Regions from separate parts of the Hordeum vulgare genome. Here region 1 is linked to region 2. Evidence: chromatin contacts called from public Hi-C data. All regions are on one chromosome and are shown on one strand. The core of a region is the stretch at or near the end of the contact, and the rest is flanking DNA. Distances in the headings are between cores, read along the strand shown.

Region 1 (5,995 bases), core at 3,292-5,791, 270 kb before region 2:
CCTGGCCGCCACATCCACCAAACAGAACCAACAGCGATCCACTTAGGCATGACAGGGTATGGCCCCAGCGGCCAGGAGGAGCCAACCCCACATTGACGTGCCTCCACTCTGGCTTGGTCGCACTCAAATCCAGCACAAATGTATCATTCATCGGCTGTGCGTTAACGCCTTCCCCACCGAAAAGGACAACCCGGTTTCCTACAGCACAAGCACTGAAGTTGCAGCGAGATGGCTCCACTGTACCCCCGATCGTCAATTTCTTCCAGGTGACGGCTTCCAGTGTAGTCAACTCCCTTGCTAGCCGTCCCCATGCCAAACTTTTTGTGCCAGCCACATTCTCAAGAGCCCGAGTTGCATCGTTGCCCCATGCATTCTGACAAACCATTCTCCAAAGGTGATCATTCTTTGTCATATGATACAAACGTTTACATACGGAGTTTACAGATGCTATATCCCTCGGTGACAATCTTGATAGGATCTTCTGGCACAATACCTCATCACTCAGTTGGAAGAGATGAGAATACTCAGAGCAAAAGTTACCCTTCCCTGTTGGAGTTGGTCGGAGTGTGTTATCTGGTGCAATCCATAGCGATCTCACAGCTTCCTTTGCCATAGAGCCAGGCAAAGGCCCCAACTCAACATTACAATCGTTGAAGAACTGAATGCCCATATAATGGGTTATTGTTTCATCATCTCCATATATGGGCTTTAGTTGCAGACTCGTCATAAACGGGGAACCATCTTTCCTAAAATTCAGCAGATCACCCTGGAACTCAGTTCCTTCCTCTAAGCATCTCTGAATCTCAGTAACTACTATAGCATCAACAAGGGGATGTCTCCTCTGAGCAAATGGTCCTCTGCATTGCAAAAAACGGCTGCAAAAAAAAAAAGTAAACAATTGTCAATAGGAGAGGTAAGTTCGGCAAAGTAAAATGACGAATGTAACGTGTTCGACTAAGTTGCATGATAGCTCAAAATCGAAATCAAACATTCAGAAATTGACCAAATATATTACATCAGCAAAGATGAAATGTATCTTGGTGTTGTTAGCTCAACTCTACGTATTTCTTTTATTTCTGTCCATGATGGCATGATAAGTAATAACATCAGCAAAATAAGTTATGTTCAGGAGCTCCTCACAACTTCACTATTCAAGACCCAAAAATTGAGTTGCATTAACTACTTTAGCCCCCATATACTGAAGACCACCATTAGTTCAGCCACCTCTACCAAAAGCTCCCATTATTATCTTTCATAAACAACATAGGAGTGCATATGTGTATCCAGACAACTTCTAAACAGCTGTTGTAGTAGAACAGTGTACAGCGCTGAACGATCTAATGCATTCTGTTTACACCTTCCTCTAAAACATCTGATGTTCATCCAATCCCCCCTCGTTGCACGCGCACACACATAACTTCTAAAAAAACTCTTGTAAATCAGAAAGAGAGCCTTTAACCAAATACTCGTACTAGTTACTGTTCTGGCATTTACATTGACATTTCATTATTTCAATTTATTCTAACAAGAAAATTATTTTTGAGAACATTATGATGTTTTGTCAAGTGAACACCGTTTCATTAACATATAGTCACATCTCTCAAACATGATCAACCACAAACTGATCGTTTTCCTTTCTGCACGGTTTTGTTAAATAATAATTAGACCTGATGCTAAATCGGTGATCCTCCTTACTGCTTCTCCACATAGCATAAGATTTCAAACCTAAGACAGCTGACTAGCTAAATTTTTAATCTTAGACCACACTTCTAGCAAAACAAAACAAAAACTGATTGAATTAACTTTTTTTTCAAAATAGGTCACCAACCAGGAAAGTACTATTAGAGAACGTGCAAATAAGATTAAAGGTAGTGTTAAAAAAACAAGAGTTACTTTATAAAAACCACAAACATTCTAGTTATTTCACACTATTTCACCTCAAATAGGGTTACACCCTAATAAAAAGCAGGCAGGTTCTATCCTAAATCAATTTCCAATGAATAATCAACAGCAGCGCAACACCTTAAGACAAAGATAACTCATTGTAGAAGTGCATGTGCAACCATACACTAACTAACTAGTTATTTTTGTTGTTGGAGGAGATGAGCAGATAGACAGCTAACCAACCACATATCACTACAATTGTTAGTCTGGTCTCTTTCTGATGTTCTTACAGTGCTGTTTTAAGTAATTAAGATTTAACAGCATGATTCTAGTTGATGTTTTTTTTGTGTCAACAAAGCCCTTAACTGGACTGAAATACTTTGGACTCCTAACTTCGATATGGCCTCCTTTAGTGTTCTCTGTGGGGAGCTAGATGCATGTTCCTGGAGACTCAGAGCAGAGCTAGATGTGTGTATCTCTTTCAATGAAATTCATCTAATATAAATCACTGAGAAGTAAGTGTTAACGGGCCCAATTGCAGTGCAGCACAAACAAACGGTGAGCTCGTGTCTCTCACTAACCATCTGCTTCATTTGACACTGATGGTGATACCAGCACCAAACAGAATATAGTTACTACTATACGCTGACCAATTTTGCAAACCAAAATTGAACTACTAGCTCCTTTTTTTGTTCCATTAAATCACTTTTAATCCAGTAACTACTATTAGCAGCATGTACTAAGATCCCCACAAAACATAAACCAACTTCCTTTCTAAAAAAACATAAACCAACACCACCCACGCACCCATGGCGCGTCGCCAAATCTTGGATTTGCCACACGCCCAAACCGTAACTAATATACTCTGACTCCTAACTACAATATGGCCTAGATGTATGTTCTTAAATCCATCTAATATAAAGCACTGAAAAGTAAGTGTTCTATGGGCCCAATTGCAGCACAAACAAACGGTGAGCTGGTATCTCTCACTAACCATCTGCCTCATTTGACATTGATGGTGATATCAGCACCAAACAGAATACAGATACTAGTATATGCTAACTAATTTTGCCAACTAATATTGAACCTACTAGTTCCTGCTCTTTGTTCCACTAAATACATTTTAATCCAGTAACTAGTATTAGCAGCATGTACTCATATCCCCCACAAAACATAAACCAATACCACATACACACCCATGGAGCGTCGCCAAAGCTTGAATTTGCCGCATGCCAAAACCGTAACTGATATACTCTGACTCCTAACTTCGATATGGTCTTCCTTAACTGTTCTCAGTGGGGAACTAGATGCCTAGATGGCCAAGATGTATGTTCTCAAATCCATCTAATATTAAGCACTGAAAAGTAAGTGTTCTATGGGCCCAATTGTAGCACAAACAAACGGTGAGCTTGTGTCTCTCGTTAACCACCTCCCTGATTTGACACTGATTGTGATATTAGCACCAAACAGAATATAGATACTAGTATACACCTAACTAATTTTGCAATCAAAAATTGAACTGCTAGTTCCTGCTCTTTGTTCCACCAAATCACTTTCAATCCAGTAACTGGTATAAGCGGCATGTACTCAGATCCCCCACAAAATATAAACCAACAACACCCACGCACGCATGGCACGTTGCCAAAGCTCGAACCCACAGCACAACCAAGCCGTAAGTAATACTCCGACTCTTAAGTATGATATGGCTTCTTTACTGTTCTCAGTGCCAGTGGGGAGCAAGATGTATGTTCTCAGTGTGGAGCTAGATGTATGCATCTCCTTGGTCGAAATCCATCTAATATAAAACACTGAAAAGTAAGTGTTCTACTGGCCCAATTGTAGCACAAACAAACGGTGAGCTCATCTCTCTCAATAACCATCTCCCTGATTTGACACAGATGGTGATGAATCACCAAACAGAATAGATATACTAGTATCCGCCTAACTAAATTTGATTGCAAACCAACTGAACTAGTGGTTTCCTGTTCTATGTTCCACTAAATCAGTTCCAATCGGATAATAACTAGTATATTATAATAAGCAGCACGCAACTCAGATCCCCCACAAAAGCACTAACCAACACCGCCCGCGCCACGGCCGTCCAAAGCTCGAATTCGCCGCGCGCAGAGCGCGTAACCACCCGCAGAAGGCAAAATCGGCGGGCCGAGAGGTAGAGAGGGGGGTCACTCACCAGTTCCTCCCGAGCACCTCCTCGGCGTGGTAGCCGGTGGCGTCCTCGAAGCCGCGGTTGACGTAGATGATGGGGAAGTCGGGCTCGAGCGCGTCGGACACGACGAGGCCGCAGGCGCCGCCGAGCACCCCCTCGATCGCCAGCGAGAACCCGCCGCCGCCCCGGCACCCATCCGCGCCCCACGGCCCGACCCCCTCCTCCTCCTCGTCCTCCTCCCCGCTGCCGTCCGAGTCGCTGTCCCACTCCATGGCCCGCCGGGAATCCCCCACCTATCCCATCGCTCGCTCGCTAGGGTTGGCTCCTCTCTCGCTCGCTCTCTGCTCCGCTGACGCCGCTGCTGCTGGGGAAAAGTGGGAGTTCGTTGGGGGATTCGATTTAAATAGCCGGATTTAATCTGGGGCGAGGGAGGAAGAAGACGAAGCAACGAGTGGACGATGCGCGGGGGCGGGGGCGGGGGCAAGTGGAGGGAGGACGACGAGAGGACGTGCGGGGTTTGGTTTGTGGGGGCGGGGGAGCGATCTCGGCCGTCCGTGCGAGGGGGTGGACGGCGGTGATGTGAGGTTTGGGCCGGCGTGCGCTGGCCGGTGGCTCTCTCTGGCCACTCCCGCTGCGCTGAGCGCAAGGGACGGGGACAGCGTGGTGCGACCGGATGGCTCGGTGCTGCTCTTTTCCTTTTAGAGGGCGTCTGCTGTATCACACTCACTCCAATTCCATGAAATGCTATTAGTTGGTTTTATATTTGTAATTTTTTTAATGATTTTTGGATTTATATCGAGATGGAGAGGTGAGTTTGGACCGAGTTGGAAGTGACGGTGGAGACGATGTGGCGGCAAGGATGAAGATTCACGGTGCCGGGGGGTAGAGGCCGCCGGTTGGGCTAGGTGGGGGGACGGATCACCCGAGGTAGAGCTGGCGGTTTACGAAAAGGATAAAGTCTATTGGATTCCAGGCTCGTCCAAATCAATTGTGTTTTGGTGTATTTTCAGGCGACTGCCGTATATGCAGCCTCCTAACGTTATTCTGTAGCGTGCAAAATATGAAATATGACTTCTTCTAAGCTACTAACCTCCAGCGAAATGAAGCTCTCTCATGCGTCGGTCTTGTTGGGGCTTAGAGCATCTTCAGCCGTTGAGCCCCACGGTGGCCCGAAATAGCACCGTCTGGGGATCGGCCGGCACTAAAAATGACCCGGGGGGGGGGGGGGGGGCTCGGCTTCCCAACCGCCGCTTTCGGCCTAGTTTCGACGCAAATTTCGTCCACTTTTGGCCCATTTTGTATTTTTCAGTACAAATTGAACAACTACATTTATTTATTATCACGTAGTTCATCACAGAAATCAATACAAATCAAAAAATAGTTTAACAAGCCAATACAAATCAAAAATTAAACTAGGGGTTGCCCTTGAGTCTCCATAGGTGCTCCACCAAATCGTGGTGCAATTGTTGATGCACCTGTGGGTCTCGGATCTCCTGACGCAAATTGAAGAAGGCAGTCCAGGTTGCTGGTAGCTCGTAATCAACTTGGGTAAGAGGACCTTGCCTATAATATGGTTCGGTGTCAAACACTGGCTCCTACTACTCGCTCTCAATGATCATGTTGTGCAAGACAACACAGCAAGTCATGACTTCCCACATTTGATCTTTTGACAAAGAATCCCCCACTCCAAGGAAATCCCCCACCTGTTAGGGCATATTTATGCCTAAGTAATTTTGGTGATTGATGACAGTACCGTAAAGGACTAATCGTGTGCATTAAGCTTTCAGATAATACATGTCAACGGCACAAGACGATTCGGCACCCTCCGTGGAACAGAAGCACGATGTCCTCTACGATTCTCTTGGTCGTTGAGTCGTAGGAACGTCGTACTATTAAGAGGGGATCCGTAGTGGAAAGGTTTGGGTGGAATCAATTTTGCACGCA
Region 2 (6,599 bases), core at 1,378-3,877:
ATTGTCTCTTCAGGGCTTCGATTTATGCCTGAACCTCTCCTGAGAAACCCAATTGCTGTTCTGGATCTCCTACTTAAATACTCCTCCATGTAACCAGATGTCGCTAAATACCGAGAAGAAAAAAAATTCTCCGATGTCAAGTAGTTCTGTAACCACGATTTGCAAGGATCAATAAGAAATATAACCTGGACAACGAAAGCCAAGAAATGAATAAGCAAGAAAAAATGCAACAAATGAAACAGAGTATTGTGATTTCTGAATTACACTACAGTCATCGATAACGCTAATTGCAAAACGAGGCATAAGAGTGTGTCATGCCAGTAAATTCTCTCTACCGTGGGATCCCAATCAAATAGACAGAAATGAGCAAGACAAATACTAGACACCTAAAATATGAAACCGTGTGCGCATATATATTCATAAGAAGAAGCAACAAACTAAAAACTAGGTTGGCAAGTAGTATGCTCATCCTTGATTAATGTGCTTAGCCGAACACTTCCTCAGTCACTAAAATATTAGTAGTTCTTTCACGCTAAATTACAAAGAGCGTGTATAGAATATTCGCAGCAATGTGCAGGGCTGCAAGCTGAAACCTAGATGGTTTACTACAGAACTCCCCGGTCACACAAATCCAACAGGAGTAGCTGCACTTGAGGTCCCTAACTAATAGTATGACATGCTACTAAACAAGATCGTGATGTCATCAACAACCGTATAACGCAGACAATATTTCACAAGATAAGCTTAACAAAAGGGTTGGGTCCACGCCCCAAATATCATGACACGATTATTGGCTCCCTGACATCATTCGCCTATCCGCATCCTCCTACCAAGTGATTCCTCCGAGCCGTAAGCAAAGAGCACGCAAACCATCAGCACGCACCCACTAATCAGTTTTTTTAGTGAAAATAACCATGGAATTTTTACATAACTGCTAGTACTCCATTAAGAAATCCGTATAAACGGAACTGCAACTTCGTTCACGAAATGTTTTTTCTTGTGTGTGCGCGTACACATTTCTTTGCAAAAACTTTGCCCAAGAACAAGATACTTCGATCTCCTCTTGGCATTTCCGAACCTAAAATCCACAGTAACATCCATCTAAAAAAATTCATCCAAAAGAAAATCTACAGTAACACAAGCTGTTCACACCAACAACTAAGGCCCTGTTTGGAACCACCCAGATTATATAATCTGGTTTTTATAATCTATTGTATTTCCAAACAGGACAGTTTATATTGTAGATTTTATAAACTAGATGACCAGATTATTATAATCTCATAATCTCCTCTACCCCAGCTAAAATGAGATTATGGATTACAAATGACGTGTTATCCTTGTAAACTTCAAGTGAATTACGCAGTGCCACCGCCACTTTCCTATTTTTCCTTGTAAACTGAGGGCAAACATGCCATTGTACAATTTAAAAGCTGGTTTACAGTTTATATAATCTGGCCTCCAAACATGCCCACCTGGATTATTTTTATAATCTATGTTCATAATCCAGATTATTATAATCTATTATGGTTCCAAACAGGGCCTAAGTTGACAAGTAGTATGTTGATGTTTGATTGTTGTGCTTACCTAACTGCCCACAACGCTCCACCCAAGCACTTACTTTAGTCACCAAGATATTACCGTCCAGTTGTTTCACGCTAAATTACAAAAGAAGGATAGAATATTCACAGCAATGTGCAGGGCCGCATGCTGAATCCTACATGGTTTACTACAGAAGTCGACGGTCACAAAAATCAAAGGAGTAGCAGCACTTGGTTCAGTTCGCCAGACGCCCTAACTGTATTATGACATAAACAGGGTCTAGATGTCATCAGTCATCAGCAACAATCCTCTCCAAAAAACAACTTATGAAGCAGACAATATTTCTCAAGATGAGCTTGACAAAATGATTGGGTCCACGCCCCACATATCATGACACGATTATTGGCTCCCTGACATCATTCGCCTATCCGCATCCTCCTACCAAGTGATTCCTCCGAGCCCGTATGCAAAGAGCACGCAAACCGTCAGCACGCACCCACTAACCAGCTTTTTCTTAGAGGAAACAACCGCGGAAATTTCACATAACTGCTAGTGCTACTCCATTGAGAAATTCCTATAAGCGGAACTGCAACTTCACCAGTGAAATGGGTTTTTTCTTGCGTGGGCGCGTAAATATTACAGTATTTCTTAAGAAAAACCTTGGCATTTCCGAACCTAAATAAAATCCACGGTAACAAACATCTATTTTTTTCCCGTGAAAAAAAAACCCCACAGCAACAAAAAAAAACTGTTGACGCTGAAACCTGTCGAGATTGATTTCGCGAGGTTTTGGCACGCAACAGCGTCAGGAAGCAGAGAAGCCTCGAACGGAAACGAAAACGCGCACAGAACAAAATACTGGAACGGAGACACTGATGAGGCAGCAAACCAGGCGTACAGCGGCGGCGCATTCCGGTCCGGGAAGCCTCGGATCAGGAAGACGGAGAGGGAGCGCGCGAGCGCCGGCGGGGCCGGAATGGGAGGCCGTGCCTCGTGGTCGCGGCGGCGGGGCCGGAATGGGAGGAGACGGCGAGGAGGAGGGGAGGGTGTGGGTGTGGGGGCGCTTCCGGGCTCGGATTCCTTTCCTCTCCTTGCAGGATCCGAGGCGATTTAAGCCGAGTTTAACGAACGGGCCGGGTCGGGTCGGGTCGGGCGGGGCGTGGGGTGACCCGATCCATATTCCCCAGGGAGCGCCGAAGTGGGAATCCTACGGGCACCCACTTTGGAGGGTACCCCCACGTGTGCGTGGGGCGCTACGGTACACGGTTCGCGCGGAGTAGGCGTGCACGTGACGCAAACCGCAGGGGTTTGGTAGGCGCTCTGCTGGCGAGAGTACGTGCACACGAGTGGTTGCACGAGTTTTGTTTTTCCTTTTCTTTGAAATGGTGAAATCAGTACACGCCTGAACGTCCATCAGATCGTGCACTTGCCAATTCAGTTCGGGCATTTATTTACGGAGTATTTTATAATTTTTTGGAAAAAAACTTCCTATTTATCGATTCATTAGGTTCCCGCAACAAATCGAACGTCCAGTTTTTTAGCATGCCAAATCAAGAGATGACAAATTATATTATCGTCAGGATGTAATTTTCTTGAGCAACCATGACAAATCTTCGGTTTTGCTATTTTACAGTCAGTGTTTTTTAATTTTCTGTTCATCCGATCTGGCGCTAAGATTTGCGCTGAAAACTCTCGTTTTTAGACGCTGTGTATGCAGTACGTATTTTTCGACTTTAATAACTGTACTTCTTTAGTATTTACACTGTACTTCTTGATGATTTACACTCTACTTTTTTGGTATTTACAGTGTAAATTCATCCGTTTTTAAAGTGTAAGTTCATCAGTTTTCACAAGTGTAATTCTAGAAGATTTGGAGTGTAACTCGTGGGATCTATGATTGTAATTCGTGGGTGTTTTACAGTGTAACTTCATCAGTAAATACGTTGTAATTTTGTTTGTTCCACTGGTTTGACTTAAGTTGTTCTATTATTGGTTAGAAAACTTGAGTGATGCCCAATTCATTTTCAGTCAAATGTCAAATAGACACTCCTCAAATTTTTATCGTGAGGATGACAAATCTCCGTTGTCGATTAGAAGCATAGATCTATGCCACTACGGGCAGCTGTCCCGAACCCGATTTCGCGGCGGATCATCCCATGTCGGCGTATTCTTCCCATGGTTCCCCAGCCTGCCAATGTCACAGAGAAGGTACTTCGATGTGCGGCTACAGCCATAGGAGAAGTGGGCGTTGAGACTACGACTCGCGAAACCCACCCACGTATTTGGATTAGTCCCTACCAGTGTGCGACGCAGGCAATGTGGGCATGCGATATTTGGTGAGCGCTTCTCCATAACACGTCGGCGCGGCTCAACTTCCCCTTCAACGCCTGTGTGATAGATTTGGCGTCCATCAACCTCTGAATGGGCTCCACACATAAGGACCGTGAGGCCCCGCGAGTGCCTCGAGGCAGAGCGCTCCAACGAGGAGCTCATGGCGGAGCTCTGTCTCTGGTATCTGGAGCGCATCGAGGACGAGCATCGGCAATTCGAGCTCCATGAGTTGGGGAAGACCGACGAAGCCTGGTCGTCAAGTGCGTCGGTCATCGACCTTTACTACATTGATAACCTCAAGCCTGACGGTAGCCGCATCGACAAGGCATCAACAACGAGCCATGATTTTTATGTTTGAATGTTTTCTAAGGAGTTAAGTTTAAGGGACGGGCTAGGAACCCCTACACTTAAGAGGAGTAAATTTGAGGAGTTAAAGGACAAGACGCCATATAAAGGCCTAAATTATAAAGGATCAGCTAAATATACTCTTGGGACAGCTTGCTTGTCAGCGGTAGGATCATGTATTCCTCAAAGATGCGTATTGGATGCCCATGAAGGCTACTTGAGTTGTTGCTGGAGGTGGCGGCCCGATCGTCTCATCCATGAGAATTAGGACATTGTGTCGTTAGGTGACGTTACCGTTATGGGTGAGGGCTCTCGGGTAGCACAATGTACTCGTCACAGGTTGCCTTTTGACGACGCATTTGAATCCGGTTGGTTTCCGCCGTTCGCTCTTCGATTTCTAAACACAAAGGATGGAGAGTGCATTGACTCAACCTGACTACCTGAGTTGTGTACAGGTTGTGTTTATTAGGTATCCGATTTTGGTCTAAACGCGGTACTTTATGTTTGTGTATTGCCTCGTTGCAATTTAAAGTTCGACTAGGCGAGTTGTCAACTGTATTCATGGTATTGTAAGTGTATGTCAAAGGCGTTGCATAGGTGCTTGGCTTTTATTCTACAACTAGACGATGCCCCGCGCGTTGCGGCGGAAACCTTGTTAAAAAATACATGGATAAGTGGTAGAAGACCAAAATTAATGAAAAAACAAATACAAAACTTTATTACATGACTTATTTTCTTAGAAAAAAAAAATGCATGAGGTGGCATGATTTGCATGAAAAGATTAATGAAAAAAATAACTTATGACTTCATACATAATTTGATGATGCGACATTGTTGCATGAAAAAATATATTAGATAATGAGTTGTAACTATGTAAGAATAGAGGATACCCGTACAGTACATCTTTTCTCTGTGTATCCTCTAAAAAAGTGAAAAAAAAATGTATGAAAGCCAAACATAATTTTGAAAACGTCAAAAACTGCTAAAGAAACTCGTCTTGCATTTGTTCGTGTCATTTTGGATGTCTGCAAATTTCTCTTTTTCCTTTTTGAGTGGGATAAACTTTCATGTAAAAAGCATAAGCAGTGCGACGCATTTGCATGCTTAAAAACAAAGACTAGTGCTTCGAAATTTGCTCCCCGGATTTTGTTCCCCCCTCAAACTTTGCGTGCACATAGATGACGCGAACATGTATTTTTTTTGTCAAACATAGTCACAACTTTTGTTTGTTTAGGCCCGGTTTGTTTCATAAGTCCTAAGGACTTATAAGTCATATGTCTGTCCCTACCTGTTTGTTTACATGGACTTATAAGTCATAAGTCTCTACCTGTTTGTTTACAGAAACTTATAAGTCCATGTTGCATCAGCCATGGTACGGTGCCCTGGGACGCGGGGATCGTCATCAGCCATGCCGTGGTAACCTGCAGTCGACATGGATCGTCATCAGCCAAAGCGTACGGCACACAGGATAAGCACCGCTGCAACGAGGCAGAAACGGGGCGACAAACGAACGGGACGGGGCGGCGACGGGGCGACGAACCGAGGCATAAACGGGGCGACGGAACGAACGGGACGGGGCGGCGACGGGGCGACGAACCGAGGCAGAAACGGGGCGACGGAACGAACGGGGCGGGTCGGCGACGGGGCGACGGAACGAACGGGACGGGGCGGCGACGGGGTGACGAACCGAGGCAGAAACGGGGCGACGGAACGAACGGGACAGGGCGGCGACGGGGCGACGGAACAAACGGGGCGGGGCGGCGACGGGGCGACGGAACGAACGGGGCGGGGCGGCGACGGGACGACGGAACGAATGGGACGGGGCGGCGAACCGAACCGACGGAGCGAGAGGCGGGGCGGCGACGGGGCAAGAGGCGGGGCGCGACGGCGATTGGACCGAGAGGCGGGGCGGCGTGCTTGGACCGAGCCTGGAGCGACGCGGGGTAGGTCCGCTCCGGGATAAGTCCCAATAAGCTCCTCGCTGAGAGTCTTATTTGATAAGTCCCAAATCACCACAATAAGTCCCTTGTGTTTGGTTTAGGTGGGATTTATAGGGACTTTTTTTAAGTCTCTAGACCAATAAGTGTCTGAAAACAAACTCCCTCTTAATTATTATTTCTTTGGGATTGTGCAGCTTATCCAGAAGCATCTGATTCTTGGAGGAAACAAGAAAAGAAGGGCATCCCAAAGATCACACGCTATATATTCGTGGGCGGAGCGAAAATCTTTGATGCTCGGCGGCAAAGGGGGGCTTCATTTTCCTTTTGTATTTGTAAAGGCACGCATTGTGGTCGTGACGCACTCACACCCACTTGTGACTTGCCTATGTGTCGTCCCTTCAGCTTCGTCACTACAAGGTACAGCTGCAGGTGCATGCGTAGTTA

What was found. A called contact is a pair of places that touch in the nucleus more often than the background predicts.
Region 1: a Hi-C map of leaf shows a contact between it and region 2, with 6 times the contacts expected there. The contact joins the promoter of LOC123406339 here to the promoter of LOC123401689 in region 2. A contact is called at or near these places in 4 of 6 Hi-C or Micro-C datasets (leaf and seedling) and 1 of 1 datasets of contacts at active chromatin or transcription factors (embryo).

The regions. Positions count from the first base shown.
Region 1 is chr6H:67,919,977-67,925,971 of MorexV3_pseudomolecules_assembly, reverse strand. LOC123406339 (putative adagio-like protein 2) reads right to left here and starts at 4,541. Exons shown (of 2, transcript XM_045099836.1): 1 at 4,076-4,541; 2 at 1-875. The coding sequence starts at 4,323.
Region 2 is chr6H:67,644,764-67,651,362 of MorexV3_pseudomolecules_assembly, reverse strand. It overlaps LOC123401689, which reads right to left and starts at 2,627. Exons shown (of 6, transcript XM_045095534.1): 1 at 2,438-2,627; 2 at 1-185. The coding sequence starts at 89.